3 separate regions of the Hordeum vulgare genome follow, and regions 2 and 3 are each linked to region 1. Evidence: chromatin contacts called from public Hi-C data. All regions are on one chromosome and are shown on one strand. Each heading gives the region's core, a stretch centred on a gene start, on an enhancer-like site or on the middle of the called end of the contact. The rest is flanking DNA. Distances are from core to core; before and after follow the strand shown. Region 1 holds the start of LOC123412260 (probable L-type lectin-domain containing receptor kinase S.5). Region 2 holds the start of LOC123408246. Region 3 has its middle 14 kb from the start of LOC123409774.

Region 1 (2,781 bases), core at 158-2,657:
AGGCTACTGATGCTGCGGTTGATAGGATAACATCAGATCCCTGGAAAGAAAATCCTGGACTACAATGCTTGAACTGTAATTTCTTTAACCGAATCCTTGTCTTCCCATTCATTCCCAGCGGATCCTTTTTATCCCTTTTCATTGAACGAACCAAGTTCACCTATACGAGAGTGAGGAATAGAAATCCTACAATCAACTTCCCTATTCCAGTTCCAGTTAGGTTTCCTCGGAATTTCTACTCCAATCCGAACTCGTGGAGACCATCTTGCTCATCGTTGCCGGACAACATTTGTTACATTTGCTGCCATGCGTTATGTCAGTGCGTCACAACCCTCGACCGGGACATGCAGTCAACTGTTGACCGGTGGATCGTCCCCCGTTGGCCAGCCGCCCGCCCGTGAACACCTTCTGCCTGCCGTCTCCTTCTTGTTCGGTGTCACGTACAGCAACAAACAATGATAAGCTTGCTGTCAAAGTCTCAAAGAACAAAGAAACAAACAAACAATGATGAGAGGTGAGTTAGTACCATTAAAGGTTGGTGAAGACGGCCGGGTAATCGACATCCACCTATACCCACCTTTGTTCCTTTGGTAGAGGAGCATAAATCTCGTTGTTCATAACTAATACTCTCTTCGTCCAAATATAATTGTCATAAAAAAAAATCTAATATAGTATTTTACTTTTATACAACTTATTTTATTCATTCATACGATAAGTAATTCTGGATGAAAGGAGTACTAAGAAGAGTGCTCGACGACGAAGAATTGTCAAATTTATTCCGGCTAAGCTGTATACTACTTCCTCCGTACAATTATGGTGAAGAGAAAAATGAAAGAAAATAATATTTATTTGCTAATTAATATCATTGCATGTAATGCACTGATCATTGTATGTCATTCTAGATATCTTAAATCATTAAAAACATATGCAAACCAACCTGTGGTTGGATGATTATATGGACAATGGTATCTTCAGCCCATCAGGTTTTAAGTCCCGGTATTTGCATTATTTTTGAATCTATTTCAGGATTTTTCGACGATAAGCTTTTAGGGATAGGGTATGCGTATGTGCGTTTATATAGATGAGTATATGCGTGTGTATATGAACGCTTGCGTTTATACTCTATTCAAAAAAGTCATGAAAATCATACACGCATCACGATTTTTGTTAATTGATTTCTTTATTCACATAAAAAAACAAAACAAGATGAAAATCAGTACGCCGTATATAAGTATTTTAAAATTATTTGATTTTTTTTAAATAACTTATGGGTGTGGACGAAGGAAGTACTAGTAGTAGTATTCCTTCATTCCTCCGGTCAAAGCACAATCTCGTTCTTCACAACCAATGAGAGGGTTTGATGCCGAAGAGTGCTTAAGTTTGTTCCGTCAAGCAATACACGAGCACCAGTAGTAGCACTGCAGTCCAAAGTGCCAAAGAAAAACCACCAAGTTACAAAAGAAAAACCACCATCTTATGAGCTAAACTCAACATTTTATCCGAAATTCCGAGTCAGCATGGCGCTAAATTTCGAGCTCACAGCATACGAAGTCTATCTTGTAAAAACTCATCCTATCTCATAGAAAAGGGTAGTTGTCAAGAACTTCCAACTTGCCACATCACCTGCAGGCTGCAAGAAACAGCAAAAATCAGCATTGCTATCACCCCGATCACAGCCTCTCAGAAAGATTACGGGAAAAGCGACCTCGGGCGGGAGATAAGGTAAGGAGGCCAGCGCCTTCCTGTCTGCTTCTCCGCAAGGAGACACCGGTGTGAACGTGCCTGTGCAACCGCAAGAACCCTTTTTTCCCCTTTCTCCCTGTGACTTTTGCCTTTCTTACATCTACACCGGCGGCGGCAGAATCTAATCTCCCAGAGCAGGAAAACCGATAGAAATAAGCACGCGGCTTGGGCAGGTGCACCGTGCACGGCGTCCAGTTGAACCGAACCTCCCCGCACGGTCCTCCTGGTTCGCCATTAATGGCCGTGCATTTACTCGTACTGTCCCTCCTCGTCTTGGCCTCTTCTAGCTCAGGCTCCACCACCGCGCTCGCCACGAACGCCACTGCCGATGGCTCGCTGGATGGTCTGGATGCGGGGAGCGTCACCCGGTTCAGCTTCTCCAACTTCCATCCCGACTACCGTGGCAAAAACCTGACGGTGGTCGGCGATGCCGACATAACCAAGGGCGCGCTCCAGATCACGCCGGACACTCTCAACGAGCCCGCCCACTTCCTCACCAATAAGTCCGGCCGCGTCCTCTACTCCGCACCAGTCAGGCTCTGGCGCCGCGATAAGGGCGGCAAGGGCAAGGGCAATGCCGGCGCCGGCGGCAAGTTGAAGGTCGCGTCCTTCCGCACCGTCTTCACCGTCAACGTCTTCCGCGTGTCGGGCGCGGAGCCGGCGGAGGGGTTCGCGTTCCTTATCGCGCCGTCCGCGGGCGAGCCGCCCGCCGCGAGCTACGGCGGCTTCCTCGGCCTCACCAACGCGACGACCGACGGCAACGCCACGAACCAGGTCGTCGCCATCGAGCTCGACACCGAGAAGCAGCCATACGACCCTGACGACAACCACATCGGCCTCAACGTGAACAGCGTCGTCTCCGTCGCCAACGCCTCGCTCACGCCCCGCGGCATCGAGATCTCGCCGGCCAAGACCGCCAAGTACAACGTCTGGATCGACTACGACGGCGACGCCCGCCGCATCACGGTGTACATGGCCGACGTCGACGCCGCCAAGCCCGCGTCTCCGGTGCTCGCCGCGCCGCTGGACCTCGGGGCC
Region 2 (2,700 bases), core at 172-2,671, 600 kb before region 1:
AGTTTATAAAAGTGGAAAAATAAAGCACATCAAAAGTAGTTCACTTCGGTACACAGGATATTTATACACATTCCCAAACTGAAAACTAGAACAACGTCTTCATGAAGCACTTAATCTGAACTGCTAGCTCCACAATTGCTACTGAACATAAATGTTTAGAGAGATCAGTAAAAAGTGAATCATATTGCAAAGAAAAAGAAATAATTGTTGAATAGCAGTCTAGTTGAGTACACATAATATTATACATATTCCCAAATTGAAATCTACACCAAAGTGTCCATGAAGCACTTCATATGGGCCGCCAGCTCCACAATTGCTACTGAAAATAAATATTCAAAGAAATCAGTAAAAAGTGGATCATATTACAAAGAAAAAGAAATAGTGTTGGATAAATTACTGAATCTTTTTTCATTGTTGTAGACTTAAAAAAGCAGCAGAAAAGAAACTTTTTCATGAAAATTCATAGCAAATACTGCAACAACTGTGTCATACGAATCGCGTAGGGGGGGGGGGGGGGGTTGGATGATTTGCCCCACTTCACAAGGGGTTAGATGATTTGCCCAGTGTTATCTCAATGACCAGTGGCCCCGGCCCCATCCGGCAGTCTCAGGGGGAGGGCAAATTATCAAATTGGGAAGTAAAGTGGGGCAAAAGATCCAATTTCTCAAACCCAATCACTGGACGAGTAAGAAGAGTAAGAAGGACATGTGTATGAACTGGACGAGAGACATGTATAAATTAGAGCAATACCTCAAACCCAATCACCTTTTTTTTAAATCTGAAACACAATCACTTCGCCAGGTATTGTTCACCTGTTCTGAAACCACATCTGAACCTATATCCAGAGCTTGGAACGGATTGAGTGAAAAAGTTCGAAATGAGCTGCCATCCATGCCTTCCGAGGTGTAGTGTGCATACATGTGATGGTGGCGAGGTGCCCACAAACGCGTACACCAGGCTGACCTGGTTGGAGATGCAAGGCTTGGAGAGCAGCCTTGGCACGGGGGAGGCTGGCGGTACATATTATGATTCCATGTCATTTCCAGACCGGAGCTCAGAGCATGTCAAACTAAGAAACAACAAACGCTCAACGATGAGGACACCTACCCATGGACTCACACTTGCGGCACCGTTTGGAGTCCGACGACCTTGTGGGGCGCCATGCCGACGACGATGCGGGCTGCACGAACGGCAAGAGGAGTGCGCACAGATGATCCCCTTGCCCAAGCAGAGGTGGAAGAAGGGCGTGGGTAGTGACGCGAGGGTGCACGGCCGGTGGCCGCAGTGGCTGCGACGGCGACCAGAGGCCCGGCCCGGCAGCGACAAACCCTATCCAGAGGCGACCGATGCGAGAAGGCCGGTCTCCTCCAGAAAACAGATGTGTCAGCATGGGAAAGAATCACCGTATGAACTGAGAATTGACGCCAGCCGGGCTTGCTTAGCCGCTATAATATATGGTATTATATTTTTTACGGGGAGCGTTATGTCGAGATCATCTAGTTTTTTTTAAAAAGAAGGATTACCTCCGGCCTCTGCATCAGCACGATGCATACGGTCCCTTTATCTCCCCTAATAATAAAGCGCGTATCGCTTCTGCCGTACGTCGCCGGCATTTTTGCATAAAAGTCCCTCTGCTTCTGGATATTCAACCCGCAGGCCCTATATAAGTGGATCTGGATAAAAAGACGACGACGAGGCGACAGCGCCGATCCACCGCCTGCCGTCCAACGCGCTGCACAACGCGCCTAGTGGGGATGCCTCCACGCCTTCGACCCCGACCGCCGCTGCTGGCTCCGCCTCCCCTTCACCTCCTTCCTCCCCCACTAGGCCTTCTCCCCCGTCGCCTCCTTCGGCTCCCTCCTCTACCTCTCGATCGAGACCGGCCCACCCCCCGCACCCCTCCCTCCCTCCTCCTCCTCAACGTCGTCGCCCACAGCCAGCGCAGCCCACCCGCCCAAGGCGCTCGCCGTCTGCAACCCGCTGGCGGGCACCTACCGCGTGCTGCCCCCGCACGGATCCGCTTGGGCGCGCCACGGCACCGTCCTCGCGGGCCCGGCGGCGTAGTGCTCGTCCTCACCGAGCTCGCCGCGCTCTCCTACTCCCCGTCTGAGGGATCTGGCAAGTGGATGAAGCACCCCCTCTCGCTCCCCTCCAAGCCACGGAGCCCCATCCTGGCCGCCGGCGCCCGCGCCGTCTTCACGCTCTGTGACGTCGGCACCCCCTGGCGCAGCCAGTGGAAGATCTTCTCCTGCCCGCTCGCCAGGCTTACTGGCGGCTGGGCGCCCGTCAGAAGGGGGCGGTGACGCCGGTCAAGAACCAGGGGAAATGCGGTAAGGAGACAAGGCAATCTCTGAACAATCCATGATCCATCTCAGGATTTCAGTCAGCGCATTGCGCGCCATGTATCTATCTGAGTTCTGAAATTGTGTTGCAGGAAGCTGCTGGGCCTTCTCGACGGTGGCGGCGGTGGAGGGGATAAACCAGATCATGACGGGCAGGCTGGAGTCGCTATCAGAGCAGGAGCTGATGGACTGCGACAACACCTTCGACCACGGCTGTGGAGGCGGCCTCATGGACTTCGCCTACGCCTACATGGTGGGGAACCAGGGGATCCACACCGACGGCGACTACCCCTACCTCATGGAGGAGGGCGACTGCAAGGAGAAGCAGGTTGGTGGCACAACAAGCTGATGATATTCA
Region 3 (2,700 bases), core at 173-2,672, 630 kb before region 1:
TTCAAGCGGAACATCTTCAGTCATTTTTGCTGGTTTTGGAAACCTTCTACAAGTTTTCTAAACTGTTTCTTATTTTTATTTTTTGTTTTCAGTTTTTGTTTCAAAAAATGTTTTGGATTTTCAAAAAATGTTTTTGTTTTTTTTAATGTTCTAATTTTAAATAGTTGTTGTTTTTCAAAAACATTCATAATTTTAAAATATGTTCAGTATTTTCACAAAATGTCCAATTTTTAAAGAAAATGTCCGGTATTTTCAGAAAAACGTTCTATCTTTTAAAAAATGTTACAAATTTCGAAAAAAAACATTTTTCAAATATGTTCATATATTCAAAAAATATTCTGGATATTCACAAAAATTATAACTTCAAAAAATGTTGTTATTTTTGGAAAATGTTCAGGATTTATAAAAAAATGTTCTTTTTTCACAAAATGTTATTGTTTCCTTTTTCCTTTTTTATTTTTTCATCTTTTTATTTTTGTTTGACATTGCCTAAATTTTGTTTTGAATTTAAAAAAATATAACTTTGTTTAAAATTTTGTTCACCATTTATATTTAAATGTTCGTGTCTAAAAAAATAACTAGGATTTAAGAATTGATGAATAAATATTTTCGTAAATTAGTGAAAAAATGCTTTTCTTTTTTAAAAAATTTGTTCACAAATTGAAAACTCGTTCATATTTTGTTCATCAATCTAAAAATGTTCTTGATTTGAATATGTTCAGGAATTTTAGAAAATGTTCTTCGTTTTGTGAAAAATGTTTCCCTTTTCAAAAAGTCTACATAAGTTTAAAAAATGTTCATTCTTCAAAAATTGCTCACAAATTTTCGAAACGTTGTTTCAATTTTTTTCTAGTATTCAAAAACCTGCACAATTTCTCTAAAAAAAATTCCCATTTGAAAAAGGAACATTTTTTGAAAAGAGGAAGATTTTCCAAAAGAATGGTAGATTTCTTGAACAAAATAGTCTCATTCTAAAAAAATAAATTTTTTGAGTGCAAATTTTCGAAGTTTTGTTTTTTCTTGAAATTTTGAAGAACAAGATAGTAAATAAAAATAAATAGAAAGTAAAATAAATAACAGAAAAACAGAAAAAGAAAAAGAGAAAAAATAATCAGAGAAAAATAAAATGAAGTACACTAAAAAATGAAACAAAAAACATATAAAGTAGGAAAATCCTGTAAATACTAGTCTAAGATCCTTCCAGAAGCTACCCAAAACTGGCCGAGAACCTTATAGAAGGGTCCCAAAACTGGACACTGTAGCTTGGGCATTCTCTTGTAATTGGAGCGGCCCATTTCGATCTCCAGTTCGTCCATCTGTGTGTGAACAAGCGACAACGTGTAGCAGAGAGCAGCAGATAGGAGTAGGATTTCCTATTCAGCACTGCAGGCGCCGGTTTATTTGGTATTCAGCTAACCGGCGCGTGCAGCCATGCTAACTGGGCTCGGCCCATTTACTTTCGCGTGTCCATTCAAAAATTAGAAAGTAGTAGGGTTCGTACCAAGGAGCTCCTGGAGGAACAAGCGACAATGTGTAGCACAGAGCAGTAGATAGGAGCGGCATTTCCTATTGAGCGCTGCATGCCCCCGCCAAGGAGCTCGTGGTCCACTGCCAAGAGTGGTAACCACGCCATGGACAAGTGATGTGCTTAGATACGTCATTTTTTCCCTTATCATCATTTCTTCTGTTTTCTTGTTTTTTCATTTTACTTTTTTTTTCTGTTTTTAAAAATTGACGAACTTTTTCTTAATTCAGTGAACTTTTTAAAAATTTCATAAACTTTGTTTTCAAATTTGATGAACATTTTCAAATCCAATGAACTTTAAAAAATGATGAACTTTTTGCAAGGTTGATGATTTTTTCCTTTAAATGTGGGAACTTTTTTCGAAATGGTGAACTGTTTTCAATCTTGATGAACTTTTTCAAAATTCAGTGAACGTTTTTCAAATCCAATGAACTTTTATTTTTTTGAAAAGTTGATGAACTTTTTTAAAAATCTACTGAACTTTTTTCAAATTGATGAACTTTTTTCAGATTTGATGAACATTTTTCAAAAATCGATGAACTTTTTTTTGAAATTCGCTGAACTTTTTTCAAATGGATGAACTTTTTTCAGATTCGATGAACTTTTTTTAAAATCAATGATTTTTTTGAAATCCGCTGAACTTTTTCAAATTGGATGAACAATTTTCAAGTTTGATGAACTTTTTTTCAAATTTGATGAAAGTTTTTAAAAATTCATGAACTTTTCTCAAATTTGATGTTTTTTTTGGAAATTGATGAACTTTTTTCAAGTTTGTGATTTTTTCTTCAAAAATTATGAATATTTTCAAATTTACATTTTTTATTCAAATACGTAAAAAATCTACTCCCTCCGTTTCGGTTTATAAGTCATATTACGAAAACCAAATAGTCACAAAACACTTAGGCACGGTGCATTAACTTTCATCTTGTTTTTTTATTTTTGACATGAATAAAGAAATCATCGAATAAGAGACATGGGGCGTGTATGTTTTTAGTGACTTGAAATTAATTAGCACGACATGCAATGCTCAGTTCATCGCATGCAATGGTATTAATTAGTAAAATTACATTAATTTTCTTGTTTTCCTCTTCATCTTGGTCACGGTGCGCAACCTAAGATGACCTATACGTCGAGACGGAGGGAGTAAGTGATAGAGGAGACGAAATAGCACTACC

Evidence for each region. A called contact is a pair of places that touch in the nucleus more often than the background predicts.
Region 2: a Hi-C map of leaf shows a contact between it and region 1, with 4 times the contacts expected there. The contact joins the promoter of LOC123408246 here to the promoter of LOC123412260 in region 1. A contact is called at or near these places in 2 of 6 Hi-C or Micro-C datasets (leaf and seedling) and 1 of 1 datasets of contacts at active chromatin or transcription factors (embryo).
Region 3: a contact with region 1 is called in a Hi-C map of seedling, with 4 times the contacts expected there. The contact joins the enhancer-like site here to the promoter of LOC123412260 in region 1. A contact is called at or near these places in 1 of 6 Hi-C or Micro-C datasets (seedling) and 1 of 1 datasets of contacts at active chromatin or transcription factors (embryo).

What each region holds. Positions count from the first base shown.
Region 1 is chr7H:183,648,629-183,651,409 of MorexV3_pseudomolecules_assembly, forward strand. LOC123412260 (probable L-type lectin-domain containing receptor kinase S.5) reads left to right here and starts at 1,408. Exons shown (of 2, transcript XM_045105208.1): 1 at 1,408-2,781. The coding sequence starts at 1,981.
Region 2 is chr7H:183,051,008-183,053,707 of MorexV3_pseudomolecules_assembly, forward strand. It overlaps LOC123408246, which reads right to left and starts at 1,422. Exons shown (of 2, transcript XM_045101398.1): 1 at 1,108-1,422; 2 at 45-319. The coding sequence starts at 1,390. The coding sequence ends at 264. It also overlaps the pseudogene LOC123408582.
Region 3 is chr7H:183,023,124-183,025,823 of MorexV3_pseudomolecules_assembly, forward strand. No RefSeq gene overlaps it. Among protein-coding and RNA genes, the nearest start is that of LOC123409774, 14 kb to the left of the region's middle. Within about 2 kb of position 1,423, at least 3 of the 3 cell types and tissues checked have open chromatin away from gene starts, as enhancers often do. A contact at or near this core is called in seedling, where this site is marked.